Linked DNA regions of Mus musculus: regions 1, 2, 3, 4, 5 and 6 are each linked to region 7. Evidence: chromatin contacts called from public HiChIP or PLAC-seq and promoter capture Hi-C data. All regions are on one chromosome and are shown on one strand. The core of a region is the stretch at or near the end of the contact, and the rest is flanking DNA. Distances in the headings are between cores, read along the strand shown. Region 1 has its middle 31 kb from the start of Gm31473. Region 2 holds the start of Phf21a (PHD finger protein 21A). Region 3 holds the start of Dgkz (diacylglycerol kinase zeta). Region 4 overlaps Creb3l1 (cAMP responsive element binding protein 3-like 1). Region 5 overlaps Gm39880 (a long non-coding RNA gene). Region 6 has its middle 33 kb from the start of Gm39877. Region 7 holds the start of Slc35c1 (solute carrier family 35, member C1).

Region 1 (3,515 bases), core at 35-2,534, 400 kb after region 7:
AGAAAAACAAAGTGAAAATGAGCTAAATATCTTCTAGAAGACGGGAAAAATAAAATGTGCTGAATTCATAACGGGTCCCCCGTCAGCACTGAAAAAGTATGATCAAGAAATACGTACATTAATGTGGGTTCATGCTGCCTAGTTTTTAAAAAAAATCAAGTTACACGATTATATATTCAGTCTAATAGCGTCTCTTCAACGTTTAAAGTAATTTTAGATGATTCCATTAAGTGTCTATAGGCACCAAGATATGGAGTAAAAACATAAAAGCGTGTGCTGGGAATGAAGAAGCCCCAACGTGCTTCCCAACGTGATTCCTCTGGGAAGGGATAGAAATTGGTTCAAAGAATTCCACCCAGATCCAAAGGATCCGTGCCCTTTTAAGAAACTCTGGATTGAGTAGAGGAAACCTTAAGTAAGGAAAGAGAGCATGTGATACAGACAAGCAGTTTTTGTAAGCTTCAGATTTTTAAATGCAATTTTTTTAAATGCAGTTTTTGTAAGGTTCAGATTTCTTAAATTGGCCTTTAACCTTTCAAAGGAATATTTGATTGAGTCGAGGTTGGGTTGGGTTGGGTACATCGGGAAGGCTGGGGGTCCTTAGGGTGGAGGAGGGATGAGGGAAAGAAAAAAGGTGTTCTAGGTAGAAGGAACCCAGCTATGGGAAGAAGGGAGCAGAAGGGGGCGGGGCACAGACCTTTGGCCACCTAGAAAGGTCCTGTAGTCCAGAAACATTTCACACCGCCAGATAGTAGAACGGGGGATGGGACACCCTTGAAGAAGAGACTCCCTCTGGAGTTCAGCAGAATAAGGAAAGGTAATCGGAGAGGGAGTAAACACTGAACAACTTAAATAGTGCTACTCAGGCAGGGTCTAAACTGGGATTAGTTTATGAGGTGTTAGAAAATGGCAGACCTGCTTGCTCAGGAAGATGGGGAGGGCCTGGAGCGCCAGGCTTCTCCACAGAAGCTGCGAGGCTTGGGCAATAGGGGTGTACGGGGCTCGAAATACAGGAGGATGTACTCGGGAGACCTTGGAGAGGAAGATGTTAATACCCAACGGAGTGAGGGTAATTCACAAGGTCACAGAGGGAGTAGCGTAGACTGTAGTAACCACTGCAGGTAGAAGCATCCAGGACGCATCGCGAGTGATCGGGTGGGTGGTGTCACCTTCACTGCGACGGAGAGTAACGGGGACAAGATGCAGCGAGTTGGAGATGCGTGCGTAGCAAACCAAGTGGACTTGCGGGGCGTGCTCCGGGCGCTGCGGGCGAGTGGGAGGCGCCAGAGACAGAGGAGGAGTCTGTCAGAGCGAGCACCAAGGGAGGAGAATCTGAGCTGAGGCCCTGAGGGATGATGAGGAATGGGTTCCGGGAGGATGCAGGGATGGGGAGCATTATGTTGATGCAGAGCAGCCTCCGCGCGGGTAGCGGTGCGCCAGGCTGGGCGGAGCCCGGACACCGGAGCAGGGGTTGGCACCTCCGTCCTCCCGGCCAGGCTGCGGTCGGAGCCTCGGGTGCACCCCGCAGCGGCAGGCGCAGGGTCTGACCCAGGGAGGCTTTTCCCAGCCGGGCATCCACGTAGCTGGAGTACCACCCGGCCGTCCCGGGCCACTGCAGACGCCTGGCGTGCGCAGGCCGCGCCTCCCTAGCCCGAGGGCCTAGAGACGTCACCGAGGCTCTGACGCGCGCTAACCCGGGCGCGGGTTTCCTCCCCGCAGGTCCCGGTCCTTGCAGCCCGCCGCCGCGTCCTTGGCCCTCCTCCCGGGATTCTAATTCGGGAAGACTGTTTGTCCTTCAGCTACTGATAAGGACTCGAGTTTGTGAATAATAATAATAATAATTTTAACAATTCCGGGAAAGAAATAACCATACTCGAGAAACATAATAATAATAACCAGCCCGATAGACCTCTGCTCCTGTGCTCAGTGCTCTTAAGGACAATAATGACAACAGTCATAATAGCCACAGTTTATTAAGCGCTTACTCTTCCATCGCAGTGTTAAGCGCTTTGCAGGCAACAACCCTCGGAGGTAAGTACCGTTATGCTCCCTATTTTTCAGGAAACTAGGGCAGAGAGGTTAAGTAACCTGCCCCAGGGCACACAACTAGCTGATGTCAATGCCAGAATCCCAACCTAGGCTGCCTGTTCTAGTGTAATCCTCGAGCCAATCCGTCAAGGTCGGGAGCATTCTCTCCATCTTAAAGATGAGGAAAACAAGGCACATGGAAATTTAAGTACCTTGCCCAAGGTCACCTAGCTGGATGAGGCAGAAAGCGAACCCAGGGCTCCTCTCTGTCCGCAGAACCCTCGATCTTGGCCATAGGCGATGCCATTTCCAAACCACCTCGGATAGCCCCGGCTTCTGGGAGGCAAAAGCAGCCGCTGGTGGATTTGGGTAGATTCCTGCAGCTTCCGCTCAGCTGATGAACCGGGTGTTTTGGAGCAGCGTCCTTGCTCTGCCTTCAAGCGTAGGATGGGGACGCCTCTCCTGGAATCCAGACCCAGACTAGGCTCGGCGATCCCGAGAAGGGACGGAGCGGGGGCGGAGGCAGCGGAAGGAATCCCGAGTCCCATTTGACCAGCGGCGGGTCTAGGCTCCGGATTTGCACCATATAACCAGCAGAGGGCGCTGCCGCTCGCGCATGGAGTTTCCGTCCCCTCTGCCTACAGCCGCCTGCAGTGGCTTTCCTTCTCCAGGTGACTGAGCCCACGCCGCATTTAGACCGGCTTCTTTAGACCGATTGACATTCGTTCAAGGCTTCCCAAGTCCCAGCCGCTTCGATCTTGTTTTGTATAAGGGGGCAACGGCAGAGATTCCACTCGGTTAAAAGGCCTAGGTGTTTGCAAATTCAGCTCGGTCTGGTCAGGTCTTCCCTTCTAGTGAGCCCGAGGGTGATTTAAAATGGAGGTAGACCCTCCACTTGAAGTAGATTACAAATATTCTTTCCTTTTCCAAAATGGCAGATGATGACTAAAGAGAGAGCCCACAGACGAGAGGGTCTATTTTCATAACAGCCGCCGCCTATTGGTCGCACCAGGCCCTTTTTAGACCTTGATACAGTATGGCCTGTACCGTGGGGATCATGATTCCTGTTTGATGTAAAGTCAAAAAACTAGTAAATAATGACACCTGGATTTAATCTAGGAACTCCCTTAATTAACAGTTACATTCCCAATACCCAGAATGCACAAGCAGACACAACTGATTGGAAGATATTGGTTATAATCCCAAATCTACCGGTGCTTAGAACCCTACCATGGAATCGGGGACTTGGCCAGCTTTCTGAGCTCCCCCCCCCCACCCCGAACTCAAATCTCTAAAACAGAAAAATAAAATATAAAGGTGGCCTGAGAGCATGAGCTGGAGGCTTTTTGCTCAGGCTTGGAAGAATATCCAGTGAGGCTCAGTCACTTCCTATGTCTGGGCTCTGAAGACATAAAGGTGGATCTAGGAAAATCTGAAACGCATGGAAGGGAAGGGGAAAACTCTTTCTGTGGCTTTTACTTTAAACT
Region 2 (3,198 bases), core at 644-3,143, 280 kb after region 7:
AAGAAAAAGCATAACGAGCATCCCAGCCATGGGATAAAATCTTAGAAGTCCAAAAACACAGCCATAAAGTTCACTGTCAAGGCCAGTGCTGAGGCCCACACATGCCGAGACCTTAAAATCACATTTGTGATTCTAGAAATCCATACTCCCGGAAACATCATTTAAAAACAACACAATGTGGACGTGCAGAGGGAGATCCTCTACTTCAAGACCTAAACAAAGAATATTTCAACATATGACCGGAATATGATGACACCGAATTCACCCACGAAAACAAAACCTGTCTACCACTAGCCGTCGTACCCTCATCTCAACAACTCAACTACTTAGAAATCACTCCCGGCACATCTACACCCCACAATCGGCATGTGGCCTCCTCCCGGGGTGCAAGCCACAAGACAAAGTTGAAAGGAGACCTCTCTCGCCCGGTGCCCCAGTGTCCACATCAAACCCCTCCCCTGCCAGGGCCACCTTGCAGCTACCCACCATTGCGAGCGTGGTCAAGGGAGGAAGAGGAGGTAGGAAAAAAAAGAGAGCGAGCGAAGAGAGAGAGAGAAAGAAATCCTAACAGCACCGCTCAGCAGAATAAAGAGAGCAGAGAGAGGATGACGAGAAGTGTTGGGAACTGCGTGCACCGCGGGGCTGGACCAAACGGAAAGAGTCCCACTCCGCGCGCCCCTCCCCCCGCGGCCCGGGGGGGAGGGGCGGCCGCGGCCCCTCTCTGAGGGGCCTGCGAGTCCCCGGCCCGCGCGGGGTCCCGGGGCGGCCGGCCGGCGGCGACGGCGGGAGGGCCGCCCCAGGGTGAGGGGTGCAGGCGGACTCCTCGGAATAACAAGTTGCAGAAGAAGAAGAATAAGCGGAATTTCCCCAACGCTGCTCCGGCCACCCAAGACAAATGCACCAACACACACTCACTCACACACACTCGGGCCCGGCAGCGTCAGCAGCCGCAGCTTTTTTTTTTTTTTTTTAAACCAGATCTCTCAGTCACCAAACAAGATGGTTTTCCCAAAAAAATATTTTTTAAAATTAAATAACCATAATAAAAACTTCCCCCCGACAGCATCCCAGGGGGTGGGGGTGGGGAAGGGGCCCAGGCGGCCATCCCCTGGCCGCAGGCACTCGCGGGGGGCGGCCTCGGCCCGCGCCCCCCGCCCCTGCGGCCCCCCAGCCCGACCCCCCACGGGGACTCTGTGTCGCCCCCTCGCCGCCACCCCCGACGCGCCGCCCCTGTCACCCGCTCTGGCCCTGTACTCAGCGCCCAGGCTCCCGAGGCTGCTCATAAACTTACTTCCAATCTATCCTAGGGAGGGGTGGAGGGCAGAGGGGAGGAAGGGGGGAGACGAGGTATTCCCATTGTCTTTTTTTTTTTCCTGGAGGGGGGGGGGAGAGGAATAGGAAAAGGGCACGCAGGGGGGCGCCCCGAAGGGGAAGTTATTGCTGAAATCTCAAGTTGACTGAGGGGTCCTGACAAGAACACCCCCTTTCCCTCCTCCCTCCCACACACCCCTCCCCTCCCCCTACCTCCCCCCCACAACAAACTCCAAGCAAGCAGCCCCTGCTCCTTCCCAGAGACAAACACCAGAGACAAGACAGAGGGAGAGAGGGAGGGGGGGAAGGGGGAGGGAGGAGAAATAGAGCTACTCAAGAAAAAAAGAGAGAGAGAGAGAGAGAGAGAGAGAGTGAGGAAAAGAGAGAATGGAAAAAGCTGGGATACTGCACCCTCCTGCTGCTGGCTGGCTGTCCCCCCTGGCAGCTGGAGGCAGGAACTCTGAGCAGGAGAAGCAGGAGGAGGAGGAGGAGGGAACTCTTCTTCATGGGGAGGGAGGGAAGAGGCTGGAGCTGCCGCTGCTGCTTCTGCTGCTGCTGCTCTGGGCCTCTCGCACTTTTTAGATATTAGTGTGTTAAGATGGTAGGTTGTTCCCTTCTCCCTCCTCCTCCTCCTCTCCTCTCTCTCACTCACTCACACTCTCTCTCTTTCTCTCTCTCTCTCTCTCTCTCTCTCTCTGGGCTGTTTCTTTCCTCCTCTTCCCCAGGCAAGGGGGGGTGGGGAGGAGGGGGTGGGGGGGAGGAACTGGAGCCTCCTCCTCCTCCAGGAGAGACACACACAGGCCCCGGGCCGGAATGGGGAGGGAGGAATCAGAGCAGCAGGAGAGAAACTGTGGGAGACAAACAAGCCCAACTCTTCATCCTCCTCCTCCTCCTCTCAGCAGCAGCAGCGAGCACCACCAGCCCATTCACCACCCGGCCCCGGGCCGCAGCACCTCCGCCGCCTCAGCCCGGGGATCCCTCCGCCCAGGCCCAGACACACTCGCCCGCGCGGGAGCCCGCCGCGCGGCCCCGCCGGCCCGCCGCCGCCGCCGTGCGCGCCCCCGCCGCTCCCGAGAGCCGGGCGAGAGGGACTGGAGCTGGGGAAGCGGGGACGAGGGAAGAGCGGGCGGGCGGGCGGGGGGCCGGGCGGAGCTGGACCGCGACGGTCCCGGGCCGCCCCGCGCCCCTGCGTGCGAGCCCGTCGCTCGCGGGAGGCGCCGGGGACCCCCACGGGGGCACGGGGCGGCGGCGGGGGCCCGCGGCGGCGCTCGGGCGGGCGGACTACTTGACGTGTCGGTGCGGCGAATTTATTTCACTTTGCCTAAGGAACGGGGTGTGCTGCGGCACCCATTGCCTAGGGAAAAAACCCGGATGTAAAGTGAGTGAAACTAAACTAGAGTGAAGTAGGGCAGCAGCAGCCAAACTCCGGTGCAGCGGCGGCGGCGGCGCTGGGGCCGAGCGGCCGCCAAACTCCCGGCCCGCCGCCGCGTCGCAGCCCCGGCCAGGCCCGAGCCCCGGTCCCCTCCCGCCGTTGAGAGCTGCTGGGGGGCTCCCGAGCAACCCCAACTCCCTCCAGTGCAACAGCAGTTTGCAGGGGTGGGGGTGGAAAGGAGGCAGGAGCGAGGAGGAAGCACTGCAATGGGGGAGCGAGTGGTCCAGGCAACAGGAGAAGATGCAAGCTCAAGTCGAATGCAACATGCAATCCCCGGCCACCCCGCCCCCTTTGCAAATAACTACCCTTGAACCACTTTATTAGCCGTGCCGAGTCCCACTCTAGCTCCGGGGAGGGGCGGGGGACGGGGTCCTTCGCTCACCTTTATTTATTGCTGCTTTCTGCCCCCCTCTCCATGTTTTTTATTCCTAAGTTCTTTTGTTCTAAGGGGGATG
Region 3 (3,395 bases), core at 236-2,735, 510 kb after region 7:
CTGCTAGAAAACCAGATATTAGGTTTGCAAAAGCATAAACTATGCCAGCATGATGGCTCAGCAGGTAAAGGCACTTGCCTCCAAGTTGGACTGTTGAATTTGATCACCAGGCTTCACATGTAGTCGGTGGCACTGGCACACATAGGACAAACAATAATGTTTTTAAGTTAAACAGTGTCTTTTTACTGATTTTGTTGTGTTTTATGCAATATTGTTCTCCCTCCCTCTCTGCCTTGCCTTCCCTTCCCTTCCCTTCCCTTCCCTTCCCTTCCCTTCCCTTCCCTTCCCTTCCCTTCCCTTCCCTTCCCTTCCCTTCCCTTCCCTTTCCCCTAGACAGGGTTTCTCTGTGTAGCCCTGGCTGGCCTAGAACTCACTATGTAGACTAGGTTAGCCTTGAACTCAGAGATCCACCTACCTCTGCCTCCTGAAAGATTAATGCTCTTAAATTTAGATTCTATTTGGTTAAGTCTTAGTGCCTATCACCTGCTCCCCAGACAAAATCCTTCTAGGAGTTTTAGAAATTATTATTTCTGGCTGGGTGCTGGTGGCGCACGCCTTTAATCCCAGCACTTGGGAGGCAGAGGCAGGCGGATTTCTGAGTTCAAGGCCAGCCTGGTCTACAGAGTGAGTTCCAGGACAGCCAGGGCTACACAGAGAAATCCTGTCTCGAAAAACCAAAAAAAAAAAAAAAGAAAAAGAAATTATTTCTGAAAAATGGGAAGTGCTTCTGGATTCGGGTGGGAACATGAGCGTAGGGGTTGGGAGGGGTTGGCAGGTGTCACACCGGCTGATCTCTCCTAAACATTCTTCTACTGGCCTGAACCCAGGCAGCTCAGCAAGGCCCCTGACCCCCTTGACAGGACCAGAAGAGCCAGGCTCTGGAGTCTTGGCTCAGCTACTCCTAAGACAGGAGTCACAGCTCCCAAGAGCCTCAGGTGCACCATCTGTTCAGCAGGGACAGTGCCTCCCGCACAGGGGAATTACCAGCCTCTTGGCTAATAATGTTGGTGAGAAAAGGCTGTCTAAGTTGTGAAACACTCAATAGATAATTATTTTTGTGGTTGTTTTGTCTGGAACCAGCGTGGTTAGCTGGCTAAGACCCTGTAAAACCTGTCCCATGGACATAGGAGGACAGTAAGCAATTGTCTCCTTTTCCTTAAAAGGGGGGCCCACTCCTGCCCTCCTATATACCCCATCTCCCCTGTGCAGACACTGTGTGGGCTGGCCTGTTACTGAAGGAAAGAGTGTATTGATGGCTGTCACTCGGCCTGGCTTGGGACGACGTGGGAGAGAGGTGCCAGGAGGCCAGGCTCCTGTGCTTAGCGTGTGCACCGCCCACCCTCCCACCCACCGCCTGCTGCCTGCCTGCTATAGGGCCAGGAGCCACCACTGGGAGAGGAAGTGCAGTCGGTTACCAATTGGGCTATTTTCATAACGGTTGTTGTCTCCGGCTTGGGGGAGGAGGGTGGTGAGGGGGAGGGGGCAGCGGAGCCACTGCAGCTAGCTGTCCAAACTAGGACTTGCTCTGCAGAGGCCGGCAATCCCAGCAAACTGGAGCAAGAGCAGAGGCGCCTGGGACCCCAGTCCCCACCTGCTTGTCCTTCCAGATCAGGTCAAAAGGGGGGGGGGTCCTCACTCTTCCTTAACTCCTGCTCCCTTCTGTGACTGGGTGGATCTGGGGAGGGTAGATCAGGGCAGGCCCAGGCACCACCATCTCCAGATAAGGGCTTCCCTGCCAGCCCCCCCTCGGTCTGATGGAAAGGAGCTGGGCCTGCTGGGCCCCCCACGCCTGGGCAGGCCCTGAAAGAAATACTTGGCTCTCATTTAGCTCTCTTACCCTTCAGCCCTGGCCCACCCATTTACCTGCATGTTGTCCTTGTGTTTGGAGCAGAATCTCTTTAGTGAGGAGACCTGGTAAAGTCCGCACCCTGCCTGATCAGCCCAGGCCAGCCTAGACGAGCTGGCTGCCTTCCCAGATTTCCTCTCTTCCCCCTGACCCCTGGGGCTGTGGGAGCCGAGCAGCCAGGGCTGGCTTCTGGCAAGCAGTCCCTCCGACCAGGCAGGCCTTCATTCTGGGACTGGTAGAGAACAGGTGCCCTACCCAGGCCAGCCTTCATGGAGCAGAGGCCTTCCCATGGCGTGAAGTAGCTACTGTGGCAAGACCCAACTGGTGTCCTGTGCAGGTCCCTCTGGAGGCTGAGGGGTCCCGGAGGACCCGCCTCATGCCAGGTGCAGAGGGCATTCCTCAGGAACAGACGCCCGGGTGGCATGGCTGTATGGCTTTCTTCCTCATGTGGTGAGCGGTGGCCACCCTGGGCACTCCTGCTTCCTTTTCTGGGTTCCCACCCCCGCTGTGGGCAGAAACAAACCTCAGGAGGTGGCACGACCATAGGCCCTGCGGTTCTACCGTGTCCTAGGTCTGCCAGGTAGCATCAGGTGCTTTCTGTGCATCCTTGCAGAGTGACCCTCATGCTGGCCTGTGGTGGTTGGACCCACCTTGCACATGGAAAAGTAGATGGGTGGCTAGTTGATCTGCTGAGGGTGTGTAGTGTACATGCTAGGTTCCTAAGTGCTTGCTTGCTTACTTACTTATTTATTTACAAACATGTCTCATGTAGCCCAGGCTGACATTGAACTTGTATCCTTCAAGATGGTCTTGCCTCCTGCCTCTGCCTCCCAAGTGCTGGGGATTACAGGGTCACACCACTATACCAGGTTTTTCCTAGTAGCCAGCATCAAATGTGAGGTGGTTTGGCTAGGGGCCAGCGGCCCTTCCTAGCAGGTGGTTGAGGAAGCATGTGGCTTGCTCATGCCGTCCCCCCATCTCCCATACGCCCTGCCCTCATCAGGCTCTCAGAGGCCAGCTGGAGATTAATGTGGCCCTCTGAGACATTTTTATATTGTCCTCCTTGAGTATGGCTGGGTGCCCCAGACAAGCCCAGGAAGCCTAGGAGGCAGCCATTTTGCTGTGCTGTCAGTGTGAGAACCTTCTAGGGCCTCCCCCAAGACAGTGTGGTGTGTGGAGGTGATAAGGGATGGAGTGAGAAGAGGTGACCACTCAAGCGGAACCATGGGAGAACTCCAGACCCAAACAGGGCTTCTTTTGTTTGCCTGCCTTTTAGTTAAGTTAGTTAATTAAGATGGGGGTCTCACTATGTAGCCCTGGCTGTCTTGGAACTTGCTTTGTCAACCAGGTTAGCCTCAAAGTCACAGAGAACCACCTACCTCTGCTTCTGAAGTCCTGGGACTAAGGGAGTGAACTTCCATGCCAAGGTTTTGTTTTGTTTTGTTTTGTTTTTCCTTTTGCATTTCTTTTTAAAACAGTTGTAGCCCAGGCTGGCCTAGAATTCATTATCTAGCCTAGGTTGGCTTCAGACATTCAGCAGTCTTCCTGT
Region 4 (3,063 bases), core at 428-2,927, 450 kb after region 7:
CCTCTGAGCGACATTCTTTGAATTGGTGTCCATCTGACCCTATCTGATGAGTTTCTCATTGGGCTTGTGTTACTGTCTGGTAGTGTCCCTCTATGTAAACTGGGGTGCTATGGGTGGAGTACTAATATACATATGATAGACCCTGTGCAAGACAAATCTCAATGTATCAGTTGTGGGGGTAGGGGTGGTTTGTATCTCTCATTGTGTCATGTCAGAGAAATGGAGATTCCCTGGGTGGAAGGTCCCTCCCATCCCAGCTCTGAGATGCAGTGTACACATGTGCACTCACAGAAGCAGCCCTGTGTATTTGGATTTAGGTTTCATGGTTAATCGTTGAATAAGGGAAAAACAGGTCAACCCAGCACCAGCCCTTCCTTGGCCTGTAGGAAGAGGGCCTGATAGGAGGTTAGAGCAGCAGACTCCCTGTAACTCCCACACCTGCCAGGAGGGCTCTAGGAAGACTTTATCCCTTCTAGGTCCAGAAAGGCTAAACAAAGAAGGAGCTGACTTCTGACCCTGACCGCTCAATTCAGGGGGAACACAAACAGTAACCCAGGAGAAACCTGGGCACACCACCTGACCATGCCTGGACCTCAGAGCAGAGCCAAGTAGGGCTCTCCATCTGGGGCCTCCTGAGTTCTGGTTCAGTATCTATGCCCTTTCGTCAGGCAGCCAAGAGCCTGTCTCTAGAAGACAAGTTCTTAGTCTCTTAGGGCCCCCAAATACCTGGATGGTGATGTTTAAGGACAAGGAGATCTACTGACAACTGGGGACCCAGAAGCCCATATCTCTGGGCAGTCTTAAGTTTCCCTCACCCAACTCCCACCCACACTGGACACAGCAGTGACTCACAGCAGTGGCCTTTGGGCTTGAAATGGAGGCAATTATCTAGTGATCACTAGGCAAGTAACCGTCCGGGAATGTGTGGGTCAGTGTGTTAGGGGACAAGAGGCGTCTGCTGCCCTCCCTGGGAAAAGAACGAGGGAAATGTGAGAGGATTCCCCTCCCATCTCTTCCCAGAGCTTATTTTCTCAGAAGGAAAGTTCGCAGGGGATTTCCCCCACCCCTGATCCCACATCTCAGTCTGGACCAACTTAGGTCTCTCCCACGCAGCACGGGCTGAATCTCTCTGGATCAGGGTTTGGTGCAGAAACCAGAGCACCAGTGCAGGCATCAGAGAACCAGGTCCAGGTCTAGGGGAAAGAGATGCACAGTGGCTGCTTGTACGTATACCACAGCTGACCGCTGCGTCCAGATATTTTCACTGTCTGCAGTGACCCCTTTGCAAGGGTTAAGGAAAGAAAGAGCTCAGTCTGTACAACCCTGGGAACGTCTCCTCTCACACGAGGGGCTGGCTGGGGCTCCATTCGTGCCACCCCATGGTAAGATTACTGGAAGGAGCGGAGGGGCAGAGCTGGAAGTGAGTTGCTCTCTCTCCGTTCGCCTATCATCGCGAGTGGCCACACGACTGATTAGGGTCGTGGAATTGCCATCTCAGCTCTGCCCCAGACACAAACTAAGAACTGATTATATCCCCCCTCCCCCGTGTAGCAAGCTTCCAGGTCTAGGATCCTACTCTGCGCAACCGCGTTCCTGGTCAGGCGGGCGGTGGCTCGCAGCCTCCTATCATTGGCCAGGAGCTTCTCTGCTCTCACCAATGGCAAGCGGGATTCCTGGGAGGGGCGGGGCCCAAGAGGCCGATTAAGCCACGTAACTGCAGCACTGAGCGAGCAGGGCTCCCTCCACCCCTAAAATTTAAAGGGCGGGCGGCTGAGCTGTAGCGCCAAGGAGAGAAGCAGCAGCCGGGGAGGCAGGGTGCCGGCCTGAGAGCCGGAGGTCTGGGGACCTCTCCTTCCAGGGAGTGGAACCGGCGCCTGTTGCCCGTGGCGGCCGAGAAAGAGCTGATATTGGCACAAGTGTAGGAAAAAGTCTTTAAGGAGGAGGGAAATATCTCCAGTGCCTCCTTCTCTGGCTTCCCACCCCCGTTGCCTGTACGGAATGGCACCCCCCCCAAGACTGCCCACCCTAACAGAACACCCCGCCCCCTCAAACGCTGGCGTGAGCCTTCTGTGAACTCCTGGCCACCGGCCTTCCTCCCCCCTCCCCCGCCCCCCAGCGCCACCCCCTATTTCCATCAGACAGCCTAAATATGATTCTTGTGTGTCTGTGTGAGCTGGAGGAAGGCTCTATAGCGGGCGAGAGCGACCAGGGCCAGAGATGGGGAGGTTTGAAATCTCTAGAGTGAGCTTTACGGGGATGGAGGGAGGTGGGTATAGAACATAAGGGAAACCTCCTTACCCTCAGTTCAATCCCAGAGCTGCGGAGAACCCCATCCGAAATACTAGTGACACGCCTTGTGACTGTGGGTAAATGGCTTGCTCTTTCTGGATTTTAGCTTTCTTGTTAGCAAATGAGTTGAGGGGCATAGACCACTGACTTTCTCGGGTTCCTGCTGTCTCACAGCATAACTGAGATGCCGGCTCAATGCCAGACATCAGATGGAAGTAGGCTACATTATTCAGTGAGCAGCTACTGGTGGCAATGCTCCCATGAGAGGCTGATGCGTCTAGGTGCTATGTGACAGGACCACCATCCACCCAGCACTCCAGGAACCTGGGACAGGGAGGAATGAGCGCGGGAGCTCCTCTACCCCACCCTGCCTGCCCCTTGGCCGCCCTCTTCTTCCACTTGGCTCCCACCGCTCCCAGCCTGCTGAGCGTTGGCTGTTGTTTCTAGCAGGTGGGGTGGGGGGTGTCTCACAACACCCGGCCATTTGAGGCCCCCTAGCAAGTTCATTCGGGCACCCCCAAAGAGGGTCCTCGCTTATTTTCCTAAAACTGGAAAACCTTCAGGGACCCCTAACCCAGGCTGGAGGGGGCTGGCTCTTCTCTCCCAGGCCCCCGGGAAGGGGGTTGGCAAACTCTTATCGCCTGCGGAGCAGCTGCTGGAGAAATACCGTGGCCGCTGACTCATGGCTCTTCCAGCTCTGTGCAACCCCCTCCCCTGGGCCCCACCGCAGCCTTGGAGAGCGCCCCACCACCACCATCACCGCATCCCAATCCC
Region 5 (3,518 bases), core at 203-2,702, 390 kb before region 7:
GGACCACACCTTGAGTAGGGTTGCTTGACCCACTTACCTCTTCCTCCTATTTAAACCTGAACCTCGTGTGAGGCCCCAGAGATGGAGTTGGAGGAGCGGCAGAACTCTGAGTTCCTCTGCCCAGTGCTCTCACATTTAATGATTTTCCTCTTTTCTGCTTTTCACTGTTGCTTTCCTGTTCAATTGGCCTCTTGAGAACTAGTGACTGAGCCTGGGTGAAGCCTCTGACCCTAACAATTCTGAGGACAGAATTCTGGGAACTGACCTGGAAGTCCCTTGGAAGGTCTTTGGGAAGGAGGGAGAGGACGGCCATGAGAAAGGCTCTGGATGTAAAAGACTGACTGGGCTTCAGTACCCACATGCTCTGGGCACACAGGCCTTGGGCCTTGAAATCCAGACAGTGCCCAGGGCTTCCATTAACCTTTCCCTGGGAGAGAACGCTGAGATACAGGTCTCTGAGGAGGGAAGGCTCTGGAGCTGCTCGGTATCAAAATGCTTTGCTTTACGGTCCGTTCGTGAATTAGGGGGTGTTTACAGGGAGGGGATGATTTAGACTCAGGGGAGTCTGCTGCTAATAGAAGGCATCATTGAATCTCAAAGTCTATTAGAGACTGTTGTCCTACATCTTGTGCGATGACATTTTGCTACCCGGCTGACCTGACTCTTGTGTTTGCCTTTGTATTGGGATACCTCTCTTCCTTTATTCCTCTCTTTTCTTCATTGTGCTTTAAATATTAGATTTCCCTCCCTCCCTATAGCCGAGTCAAAAAAGGCTTTAAGGTAGGCAAAATACCAAAGAGGGGCATCCAGAGATGGTAGCACTGTGTGTCTCTGACCCAGGGCCTCTAGGCTCTTTGTTTCCTGTGAGACCTCCAGCAACAAGTGTCCTGTAACAAGTGTTTCTGTATTTAGGTAGGGGTGGCACTGTATATTTCATTGTATGCATGTGTGTTTTGTATGTGGGCCACATATGCATATGTGTTTGTTGGTTATGGGTGCATGCATGCAGGGGTTTGCAAGTGTGCATGTGTGTGCGTGTACGTGTGTGAGACAGGGTCTTGCACCAAGTCTAGAGCTCACTAATACGACTAGACTACCTGGCCAGCAAGTCCCAGAGGTCCTCATGCTTGTACAGCAAGCTCTTTGATGACTGAGCCATCTCCTGGCCTAAGTCCCATCCAGTTCTTAGTCATTTTGCCCCAACCATTACTGTTAAGACTTTTGATCCCTCATCAGACATGCTGGTCCTGGGGGTTCATTTCCAGAGTGCCTGCTCCTCAGAGGACACTCTTGGCAGTGACTCTAGTAATCTCCAAACACAAAAAAAAGGGACTGAAGTGCACCAAAAGCCACCCTACTGCCTCTGGAGAGGGCAGCCCAGTGCCACTCCATGAGGGACCGCCCCCCTCCAAGCCCCAAGAGTAAGAACAGCCCTTTCTCTTCCCAGAGTCTGAGATCTGGCCCTTGGCCTGGTGAGAGCAGCCTTGCTCTGTGGTCCAGTTTACTGGTGACCTCTGTCCAGGCACTACTGAAACCAGCTGGGGGCCTGGCCCACGCCTACCGCCCAGCCCGCCGGAATGAAGGCCTCTTCTTTTGAGCAAATAGTTTGCACATTGACATCTAGAAAATGAAAGCATTTGTAGTGGCGGGGTGCCCAGCTTCTCCCTGTGGTCTCTGGAAAAGATTTCGTGAGAGAGAATGGTACAAGGTCTTTCCATCTGATCCTCCCTCCAGGCCGGCAGCACAGAGCTGTGGGGAGCCTGTCTTCCTTCCCTGGCACCCCACAGTTTGCTATTGTCCCATTGGTCTCCTCTTTGAGTTGAACAAGGCGGGCAGACAGGCCAAGGGATATATTTCAACTGCCCTTGGCTGTGTTTATAATCACAGACATGAAAAGGGAGGAAGGAGATTGAGTTTATAGGATGGGTTCTTTGTGTAAGCTCATTTATCTCTCTCGAGCAGCAGTGGGCTGAGTGAGTTTCCTTTTTGTTTCCAATTCGGGAAACTGAAATATGAATCTATGCTGATGAGAGAAGAAAGGAATTGAAAGAGGCATAAATCTTATCTTCCGAGCCCTCCGTCGGCTTCTGTGAAGAAGGGGCTCTAGACTGGTAATTAACTGCTTTGTGGCTGAAGAATAGCATCCAGCCACATTGGATAAAAGGCTGGAGGGAGGCGCAGGGCTAACCATGAGCAGTGTCCCCCAGCCTGACATGTCACCTAGATCCCAGCTCTCAGAGTCAGCCTGGGAGGTGTTTGGCCCCTTTCTGTACCACGTACAGAGGGCATCGCTCAGCCAGTGGTTGCACAGAGGTATCCTGGATGCCACTTGGACTTATTGCCAACTATATTCCAATCCTTGCCCAGGACCTACTAGGTGCTTAGGGAGATCTGATGGGTAGTGACTGCCACCTGGTAGCACTCATGCAAGTTCTTGTTTCTCTCTCATCCCTGTGGTAGAATTGTAAGAGTGTAGATAAGTCACTTGTCACCATGCCTTGCACATGGCAGGGGATCAGTCCATGGAGCTGTTGACCACACTGCAGAATGTAAGTTCATGGAGCACACAGACTTGTGATAGTCTTCAGTGTTCACAAGGCTTACAGTGAACACTCTGCACCTCAGCTCACACACATCTGTCCTGGAGGCCACCCCTCCTATATTAGCACCAGAGGAGTGACTGCCTACCTCCTGTCCTTCCCATTGGGTGTCACTTCAGTTCCCTGGATCTGAGCCCCCGAGCTCTGTCTCCCCACCGAGCACAGGCAGATCCCCTGAACAGCTGTGCATGCCTCTGTCTCCTTGAAGCAGAAACCTCTCAGGCGCACTGAGGGCCCAGTGAATCATACACCCTCAATTCAGACAGCTGCCCAGCAGGTACCCCTTTAATACTTACTAAGGGTGTGACAGAGCCATGTAGCAAAGTCACCACCTCCCTTGCTCACATACCTATTCCATACACAGAGCCTGAGGTCCAGAGGGCCTCTGGTGTTGGAAGAAGCCCCTGGGTTAGTTAGTTTTAAACTGAATCTCAAAATCAGGCCTTCTAACTTAGAGTCGGGGCTGCTTGCACCAGACACATGGGCTATGTCACACTGAGGATGATGATGAGTAGGTACTAATTGGACTATCAGAAGTTCAGGACCCATGTGGTTCATGGAAGCAGAGCCTGAGAGTCCGCTGAGGGAGAAGGCACAGGGCAGGGCTACAATGGGTAGCGTTGGGGGCAGCAGCCATGGAGGCAAGGGTTGGGGATTGAGATTTGGAGGTGTGATGGTCGTCAAAACCTGTGAGGTAGTTGGAAATGAGACTGAACACTGTCCATGCAATACATAGTGGAAACACAGTGGAGAACTCTGATGGGGGCGGGGACGGGGGGGAGACGTAGCCTGTGACTTGGGTCCGATGAACTAGAGGGGCTAGGCTTGTTGCTACTGATGCAGGGTGTTTGGGATGGAGGAAGCAGCCAGGCAACCTAAGCTGTGGGTGGTCAGGGGCATGCTGGAGCACAAACGAGC
Region 6 (3,258 bases), core at 564-3,063, 320 kb after region 7:
AAGGGTGTGTGTTGGATAGCAGAGGTGACTGTCATTGTCCTCATTCCCTTTCAAGGGCATAGTCTATCAGTATCTGTCATCGGTGCTAACCTTGTTCTTGGGCTGTGCTCCTTGGCTTTCTCTAAGGGGTCCTGGCTGCTTGCTTCAGAAAGAAGTCATTGAGGTCAGTCTTCCCTGGAGTAGGGACTTAACTGTTGAGGTGGAATATCTGCAGCAATTATTTAAAATCCTCCTCAGTGGGAGATTTGCCTCTGTTCCCTCGCTCATATTTATTCATTCAATCATTAATTCCATACCGTGCAATCCTGCTTTATCTTGCTGTTCCAGCTGCCCACTGTAGCCTGTGGAGTGCTAGCATTTGGCTCCGGAATCCCTTCAACATACTCCAAGGTGGTGGGAGCCTGCCTGAGGGTTTCTCTTTCACTTGCTGACATTACAAGATGCTACAAGGTCACCTAAATCTCTACAACTCTTATCCTAGAATCACAACTCTATTCAGTTCTGATAATGTAAATTATTACACACACACACACACACACACACACACACACACACACACACACACACACCAGGTGTTTTTGTTTTTGTGTTGAGACAAGGTATCACAATACAGCTCTGACTGGCCTAGAACTTACTATGTAGTATGTAGTAGACAAGGCAGGCCTTGAACTCACAGAAATCTGCCTGCCTCTGCCTCTCCCAGACTTTCCTACTTTTTCTTTCTTTCTTTCTTTCTTTCTTTCTTTCTTTCTTTCTTTCTTTCTTTCTTTCTTTCTTTCTTTCTTCTCTCTCTCTTTCTTTTCTTTTTTCTTTTTTGTTTGTTTTGTTTGTTTTTTTTTTTTTTTTTAGACAGGGTTTCTTTGTGAAGCCTTGGCTGTCCTGGAACTCACTCTGTAGACCAGGCTGGCTTCGAACTCAGAAATCCGCCTGCCTCTGCCTCCCAAGTGGTGGGATTAAAGGCGTGCACCACCACCGCCCAGCCTACTATTTCTAAATATAGCTGCAATGACATCTATGTTTGGGAATGCATCAATAGACATATTCACCTGCTGTAGGAATTATGAAAGGGCAAAGCTGGGGATGGAGAGATGGCTCAATGGTTAAGAGCACTGACTTGTCTTACAGAAGTCCTGAGTTCAATTCCCAGCAACCACATGGTGACTCACAACTATCTGCAATGGGATCTGATGCCCTCTTCTGGTGTGTCTGAAGACAGCAATGGTGAGTACATAAAATAAAAATAAATCAAAAAAAAGAAAGAAAGAAAGAGAGAGAGAGAGAGAGAGAGAGAGAGAGAGAGAGAGAGAGAGAGAGAGAAAGGAAGGGAACCTAGCAAGGCTAACGAATGGATTTAGACAGAACCGCTCTCTCCTGCAGGTCCACTGGCCTTAGAGCTGGCTGAGTGGAGTTGGGTAAATACAACTCTCTGTAAGTCTGTCTGCATATACCACGGGACATTGCAAGCCTGGCTGTAAACACGTCCTAGCTGACCGCAGTGAACACTGGCCAGGATAGAACCACTTAACAGTTTCCTGGTTTCTAAAGCTATTTCCATTTCCATATGACTGCCACTTCCAGGCCCAGGCACTTAGGACAAAGAAAATTAAGCCCACAAAACATTAGCGCACTTCCCCAAGTAGCATTATTTTCAATCTCCCCAAACTGAGTCCACCCAAATATTCACCTGTAAGCAAACGGATGAACAAATTTGTGGTGGATCTGCAGGACAAAAGACTGCTTGGCAGCCTAAGGAGGAGCTCTGGAGACAGGCCGCATCCTCAAAGAATCTCAAAGATACCATGCTGAGAAAAGGGAGCACTTGGGAAACAGCACCTCGTGTGACCTTCTGGAACTGGTGAGACCTGTCTGCAGCTGCACAGAGTAGACCAGCGTGTGGGCTTGGTGAGGTTAATGGGGGAGCTGGACCACACTGTGGTGATGGAAATGTTTGGTGTCTTGAATGTGTTTCTGGTTGAGCTAAATGACTTTAGAAACAAACAGGAAAAAGGATCTTATCACGTAGCCCAGGCTGACCTTGGACTCCTAATCCTCCAGCCTCTGATTCCCCGAGGCTGAGGTCACAGCTGAGACCCTCAGATGTGGATGAATTGCTGTTTCTTTCCTTCTTTTTTGAAGTTTGTTGTTCAAATTGGTGTATTTCAGCAAATTTAAATCATAGTTTTGTAAATTGTTTATTTTTGAGTGTGCGTGTGTGCACACATGCGTATGCATGGTGGTGTGGAATCCAGAGGTCAGCCATCTGTTCTCAGTAGACACGCCCACCCCATTTATTTATTTATCCCTGGTTTGTTTGCTTTGTTTGTTTCCTTGTTTTGAGACAGGGTCTTTCTTCCTTCCTTCCTTCCTTCCTTCCTTCCTTCCTTCCTTTCTTTCTTTCTTTCTTTCTTTCTTTCTCTCTCTCTCTCTTTCTTTCGTTTTTTTGTTTTTTAAGACAGGGTTTCTCTGAACAGTCCTGGCTTTCCTGGAACTCATTCTGTAGACCAGGCTGCTCTTGAACTCAGAGATCCACCTGCCTCTGCCTCCCAAATGCTGGGATAACAGGCGTGTTCCACCACTGCCCGGCGACAGGGTCTTTTATTGAGCCTGAGGTTCTGAGATTAGGTGAGGCTAATGGCCAGCATGCCCCAGTCTCTAACTCCCCGGTACTGGGATTATAAACATATGCCTTCATTCCTGCCTTCTGACTGGGGCATTGGGTCCTCAGGCATACTTTACATGGCATACTTTACCATCTGAACTGTCTCCCCAGCCCTCAATTAAGTTGATTTAAATAACAAGGACTGTGTATACCTATACCCTCCCCCCAACTTATATAATAAGCATATGAATTTCTTTCTTTTTTTTTTTTTTTAAACATGAATTCATGGAGGGAGGACACTCTTTATTTATTTATTTATTTTTGTTTTTTTCCAGACAGGATTTCTCTGTATAGCCCTGGCTGTTCTGGAACTCACAATGTAGACCAGGCTGACCTTGAACTCAGAAATCCGCCTGCCTCTGCCTCCCGAGTGCTGGGATAAAAGGCGTGCACCACCACACCTGGCTCACATATGAATTTCTACCTTACATTTGTATTGAAATGTGTATGTACCTATACATAAAGATATACATATATAAAAGTTTTCTCCTAGGAAGGAACAAGGCTTTTTCTGTACATCCCTAAGCAGAACTGGCTTAAATGTCTCCAACAAAGTTCACCTCTGCTCTCAGACCCAATAAAATGTGTCAACCCCAATC
Region 7 (3,112 bases), core at 555-3,054:
TGAAAGAGACAATCACTGTCTCCCCTAGAAGTGGAGCTGTCCATTAAAACCAGCAAATCTATAGCTAAATGTGTTTCAATTTTATATTTTGACAAATCAGTACTGATTCCCCACCCCTCTTCCCTTGCTGTCCTGGGAATTGAACCCAGGACCTTGTGCATCCCAGGCAAGCACTCTAACACTGAGCTATATAACACTGAGCTTGATCTCCAACCCTTTATTCATGTCTAGGTATGTGTGCCCAAGCCCCCCTTTTTGAAACAAGTCTCACTAAATTGCCCAGGCTGGCCTTGAATTTTATCCTGTAACTCAGACAGGCCTTGAACATTTTTTGTTTTGGTTTGGTTTTGGTGTTTCGAGACAGGGTTTCTCTGTGTAGCTCTGGCTGTCCTGGAACTCACTCTGTAGACCAGGCTGGCCTCAAACTCAGAAATCCGCCTGCCTGCCTCTGCCTCCCAAGTGCTGGGATTAAAGGCGTGTGCCACCACTGCGCGGCTGAGCTTTTGATCTTCCTATCTCAATTGGGATTACAAGCCCTTTACCATCAGGCCCTACTAATAAAATAGTAATTGAAATACTTTAAGCGAGACATCTTTATAACCAACCACATAAGCAATAAGTCTGGAACCCACTGTGTTAGCCATTTCCATAATAAAACCAGCTCAACCTAGGGCAAACTTGCCTGTCCAACAATGGTGCTAGGGAGAAACCAGAGAAAAGTCAGCCCTTCCAGATGCCCAGGTGTAAAAGACCTGGAGCTAATGGCCCACTCAAGCCTGGTTCCCGGGACTGAGAAGGGTACTCTCGTAGGGGAGTGGCGGCATCCGCAGTTCTCCCAACCACGCCCTTCTGGAAGCACCAGCTTGGACCCATAGGGCCAAAGATGCATCTTGTCAAGGGATGCGCCAAACGACAGTAACAGAATGGAGGAGTCCCAGGCTAGCTGGGGTGGAGGGTGGGAGATGGCGTTGACCTTAGATAAAGGAAAGAGGCTTTCTTGATGGGCTCCCGTGGGTAATCGCCCCACCTTGCCCAAAGCCCGACGTGGCAGGAAGTCGTACTGGGGGCGCGGCTTGGGCAGCGTTGCAAGTTCAGCCGAGGGTGGTGCTGCAGGTGCACCCGAGGGCACCGCCGAGGGTGAGCACCAGGTCCCTGCATCAGCCAGGACACCAGAGCCCAGTCGGGTGGACGGACGGTACGTTCTGGAAGGGAAAGGGCCCCGGGAAGGGGATACAGCATTGAGAAGCTCAGAGGCTTTGGTCTGGGCATCCAGAATGGACTTTATCTGGAGGAGGTGACATGGCTTCTCGCCTCTGGAAGTGCTGCTTGGATCTCCGGGACTTCATGTCCTGACTAGGTCTGGAAGCGGTGAAAATAGGGGTAGGAAAAAAGGAGAGGACTGCAACAAGGTCTTCCCGAGTGGCCTGAGCTCGAGGGACGAGGGAGGTGCAACGGTGGGGAGCCGGGCGCAAGGGCTGGGCGGAGGGAGGGGGGGGGTCTCCCTAAGCAGAAAGGTGGTATTCCATTTTCTGGGTAGATGGTGAAGATGCACCTGACCGAGTCTGGTCGATCTGAAGATATCAGGGGAAAAGATAGTGCGGGTGGAGGGGAGAATGACAGAACCTTCCAGAAAATGGGAGAGGCTATAGCACTTGCAAACCCTTCCCTGATCTCCGGGGACTCCCGGAAGAAGAGGGCAGGTCTGTGGGCATAGGTGCAGACTTGCCGGGGAGCTCTTGACGGCCGCGGGAAGTGGCAACGGCCTGCGAGCTGGCCCTTTAAGGCGGCTCGTAGGCGTGTCAGGAAATGCGCGCAGGGCCCGCCCTGCTCGGTAAGTGGCCCGGGACCCGCGTCGCTGAGCCGGAACTTGAATTCGGCTCGTGGCAACCGCAGGGCCTTGCTCCGGTCAGGCCCCTGTCCGTGTCCCTCGAGACGCCTTCCTGAGCCTCGGTGATCTCCCTGCAGCACGCCCTCCTTTCGGCTCTGCGGGTGCTTCCGGGGGTTCCCGCAGCCCATGCTTCCCACGCGGTCCGCGTCCAGTTATTTCCTCCTCCGCTCCGTCCTTCCTTCGCTCTCTCGCTTCCTTTCTCCCTGCGACTCACGTGTCCCCTGTCCTCAAACTGGCCATGGCTGTCAAAGCCCACATCCTTAGTTAGGCCCCTTCTCCCTTCCCTGGGTCTTGTTTCGTGACACCACCTCCCTCCCCCGCCCCGGGAGCGAGCAAGATGAGGAGCGGTGCACCTCGGCAAATCCGGAAGCAGAACTTCATCCAAGAAGGAGGGGACCGATAGGTCATCCCATGTGACAGTTGAAGGCTGCAGCCACAGACCCTAGCTGCTTGAAGCCCTGTAGTCCAGGGACTGCTTCTGGCCGTAAGGTGACCCAGCTCTTCTGCCACCATGAACAGGGCGCCTCTGAAGCGGTCCAGGATCCTGCGCATGGCGCTGACTGGAGTCTCTGCTGTCTCCGAGGAGTCAGAGAGCGGGAACAAGCCATTTCTGCTCCGGGCTCTGCAGATCGCGCTGGTGGTCTCTCTCTACTGGGTCACCTCCATTTCCATGGTATTCCTCAACAAGTACCTGCTGGACAGCCCCTCCCTGCAGCTGGATACCCCCATTTTTGTCACCTTCTACCAATGCCTGGTGACCTCACTGCTGTGCAAGGGCCTCAGCACTCTGGCCACCTGCTGCCCCGGCATGGTAGACTTCCCCACCCTAAACCTGGACCTCAAGGTGGCCCGAAGTGTGCTGCCGCTGTCAGTGGTCTTTATCGGCATGATAACCTTCAATAACCTCTGCCTCAAGTACGTAGGGGTGCCCTTCTACAACGTGGGACGCTCGCTCACCACCGTGTTCAACGTTCTTCTCTCCTACCTGCTGCTCAAACAGACCACTTCCTTCTATGCCCTGCTCACCTGCGGCGTCATCATTGGTGAGTGGGACTGGGGGCGTGGGGAGCAGGAATCGTAAAGATCAATACCACATTACTCATTATCTGTCCCAGGTCTTTTGCACCACCAGTCATAGGGAGAGACCTGTAGAGAACAAATAACTTCCTTACTGTGACTCAGTAAGTTAGGGATCCAGCCAAGGTGAACATAATAATGTTAGGC

Evidence for each region. Promoter capture Hi-C pulls out the DNA fragments that hold promoters and counts their contacts. HiChIP or PLAC-seq counts read pairs in DNA pulled down with a chosen protein or histone mark.
Region 1: an H3K4me3 HiChIP or PLAC-seq map of bone marrow-derived macrophages shows a contact between it and region 7, with 4 times the contacts expected there. The contact joins the enhancer-like site here to the promoter of Slc35c1 in region 7. A contact is called at or near these places in 5 of 39 promoter capture datasets (embryonic stem cells, hippocampal neurons, pre-B cells and 1 more), 2 of 15 datasets of contacts at CTCF or cohesin (CD8 T cells and pro-B cells), 14 of 484 Hi-C or Micro-C datasets (B cells, the Ba/F3 cell line, the C2C12 cell line and 9 more), 21 of 115 datasets of contacts at active chromatin or transcription factors (the 230-238 cell line, the SCID.adh cell line, bone marrow-derived macrophages and 13 more) and 2 of 9 other capture datasets (adipose tissue and embryonic stem cells).
Region 2: a contact with region 7 is called in a promoter capture Hi-C map of erythroid cells, with 7 times the contacts expected there. The contact joins the promoter of Phf21a here to the promoter of Slc35c1 in region 7. A contact is called at or near these places in 3 of 39 promoter capture datasets (embryonic stem cells, erythroid cells and pre-B cells), 1 of 15 datasets of contacts at CTCF or cohesin (the G1E-ER4 cell line), 15 of 484 Hi-C or Micro-C datasets (CD4 T cells, CD8 T cells, the G1E-ER4 cell line and 8 more), 9 of 115 datasets of contacts at active chromatin or transcription factors (the 230-238 cell line, the SCID.adh cell line, bone marrow-derived macrophages and 5 more) and 4 of 9 other capture datasets (adipose tissue, liver, macrophages and 1 more).
Region 3: a contact with region 7 is called in a promoter capture Hi-C map of neural stem cells. The contact joins the promoter of Dgkz here to the promoter of Slc35c1 in region 7. A contact is called at or near these places in 1 of 39 promoter capture datasets (neural stem cells), 2 of 484 Hi-C or Micro-C datasets (pre-B cells and uterus), 15 of 115 datasets of contacts at active chromatin or transcription factors (the 230-238 cell line, the SCID.adh cell line, astrocytes and 11 more) and 3 of 9 other capture datasets (adipose tissue, embryonic stem cells and liver).
Region 4: a contact with region 7 is called in an H3K4me3 HiChIP or PLAC-seq map of embryonic stem cells, with 37 read pairs. The contact joins the enhancer-like site here to the promoter of Slc35c1 in region 7. A contact is called at or near these places in 12 of 39 promoter capture datasets (the 3T3-L1 cell line, 3T3-L1-derived adipocytes, the C10 cell line and 5 more), 5 of 484 Hi-C or Micro-C datasets (B cells, the G1E-ER4 cell line, embryonic stem cells and 1 more), 16 of 115 datasets of contacts at active chromatin or transcription factors (the SCID.adh cell line, bone marrow-derived macrophages, cardiomyocytes and 10 more) and 4 of 9 other capture datasets (adipose tissue, embryonic stem cells, liver and 1 more).
Region 5: a contact with region 7 is called in a promoter capture Hi-C map of 3T3-L1-derived adipocytes, with 5 times the contacts expected there. The contact joins the enhancer-like site here to the promoter of Slc35c1 in region 7. A contact is called at or near these places in 11 of 39 promoter capture datasets (the 3T3-L1 cell line, 3T3-L1-derived adipocytes, cranial neural crest and 6 more), 9 of 115 datasets of contacts at active chromatin or transcription factors (embryonic basal ganglia, embryonic forebrain, embryonic hindbrain and 5 more) and 2 of 9 other capture datasets (adipose tissue and embryonic stem cells).
Region 6: a contact with region 7 is called in an H3K4me3 HiChIP or PLAC-seq map of embryonic stem cells, with 22 read pairs. The contact joins the enhancer-like site here to the promoter of Slc35c1 in region 7. A contact is called at or near these places in 1 of 39 promoter capture datasets (pre-B cells), 3 of 115 datasets of contacts at active chromatin or transcription factors (the 230-238 cell line, embryonic stem cells and large pre-B cells) and 2 of 9 other capture datasets (adipose tissue and pancreatic islet).

What each region holds. Positions count from the first base shown.
Region 1 is chr2:92,057,735-92,061,249 of GRCm38.p6, reverse strand. No RefSeq gene overlaps it. Among named protein-coding and RNA genes, the nearest start is that of Gm31473, 31 kb to the right of the region's middle. Within about 2 kb of position 1,284, at least 233 of the 459 cell types and tissues checked have an H3K27ac peak or open chromatin away from gene starts, as enhancers often do. A contact at or near this core is called in the Ba/F3 cell line, the C2C12 cell line, CD8 T cells and 17 more, where this site is marked.
Region 2 is chr2:92,182,877-92,186,074 of GRCm38.p6, reverse strand. Phf21a (PHD finger protein 21A) reads right to left here and starts at 1,893. Exons shown (of 19, transcript NM_001362829.1): 1 at 1,723-1,893.
Region 3 is chr2:91,948,438-91,951,832 of GRCm38.p6, reverse strand. Dgkz (diacylglycerol kinase zeta) reads left to right here and starts at 1,485. Exons shown (of 32, transcript NM_001166597.1): 1 at 1,485-1,612.
Region 4 is chr2:92,007,080-92,010,142 of GRCm38.p6, reverse strand. All of the region lies in intron 1 of Creb3l1 (cAMP responsive element binding protein 3-like 1), which reads left to right. Among named protein-coding and RNA genes, the nearest start is that of Creb3l1, 16 kb to the left of the region's middle. Within about 2 kb of position 1,677, at least 358 of the 459 cell types and tissues checked have an H3K27ac peak or open chromatin away from gene starts, as enhancers often do. A contact at or near this core is called in 3T3-L1-derived adipocytes, B cells, the G1E-ER4 cell line and 13 more, where this site is marked.
Region 5 is chr2:92,843,630-92,847,147 of GRCm38.p6, reverse strand. All of the region lies in intron 2 of Gm39880 (a long non-coding RNA gene), which reads right to left. All of the region lies in intron 4 of Gm13791 (a long non-coding RNA gene), which reads left to right. Among named protein-coding and RNA genes, the nearest start is that of Gm32413, 39 kb to the right of the region's middle. Within about 2 kb of position 1,452, at least 42 of the 459 cell types and tissues checked have an H3K27ac peak or open chromatin away from gene starts, as enhancers often do. A contact at or near this core is called in 3T3-L1-derived adipocytes, adipose tissue and forebrain, where this site is marked.
Region 6 is chr2:92,142,691-92,145,948 of GRCm38.p6, reverse strand. No RefSeq gene overlaps it. Among named protein-coding and RNA genes, the nearest start is that of Gm39877, 33 kb to the left of the region's middle. Within about 2 kb of position 1,813, at least 12 of the 459 cell types and tissues checked have an H3K27ac peak or open chromatin away from gene starts, as enhancers often do. A contact at or near this core is called in embryonic stem cells and pancreatic islet, where this site is marked.
Region 7 is chr2:92,458,486-92,461,597 of GRCm38.p6, reverse strand. It overlaps Slc35c1 (solute carrier family 35, member C1), which reads left to right and starts at 1,804. Exons shown (of 2, transcript NM_211358.2): 1 at 1,804-2,931. The coding sequence starts at 2,400.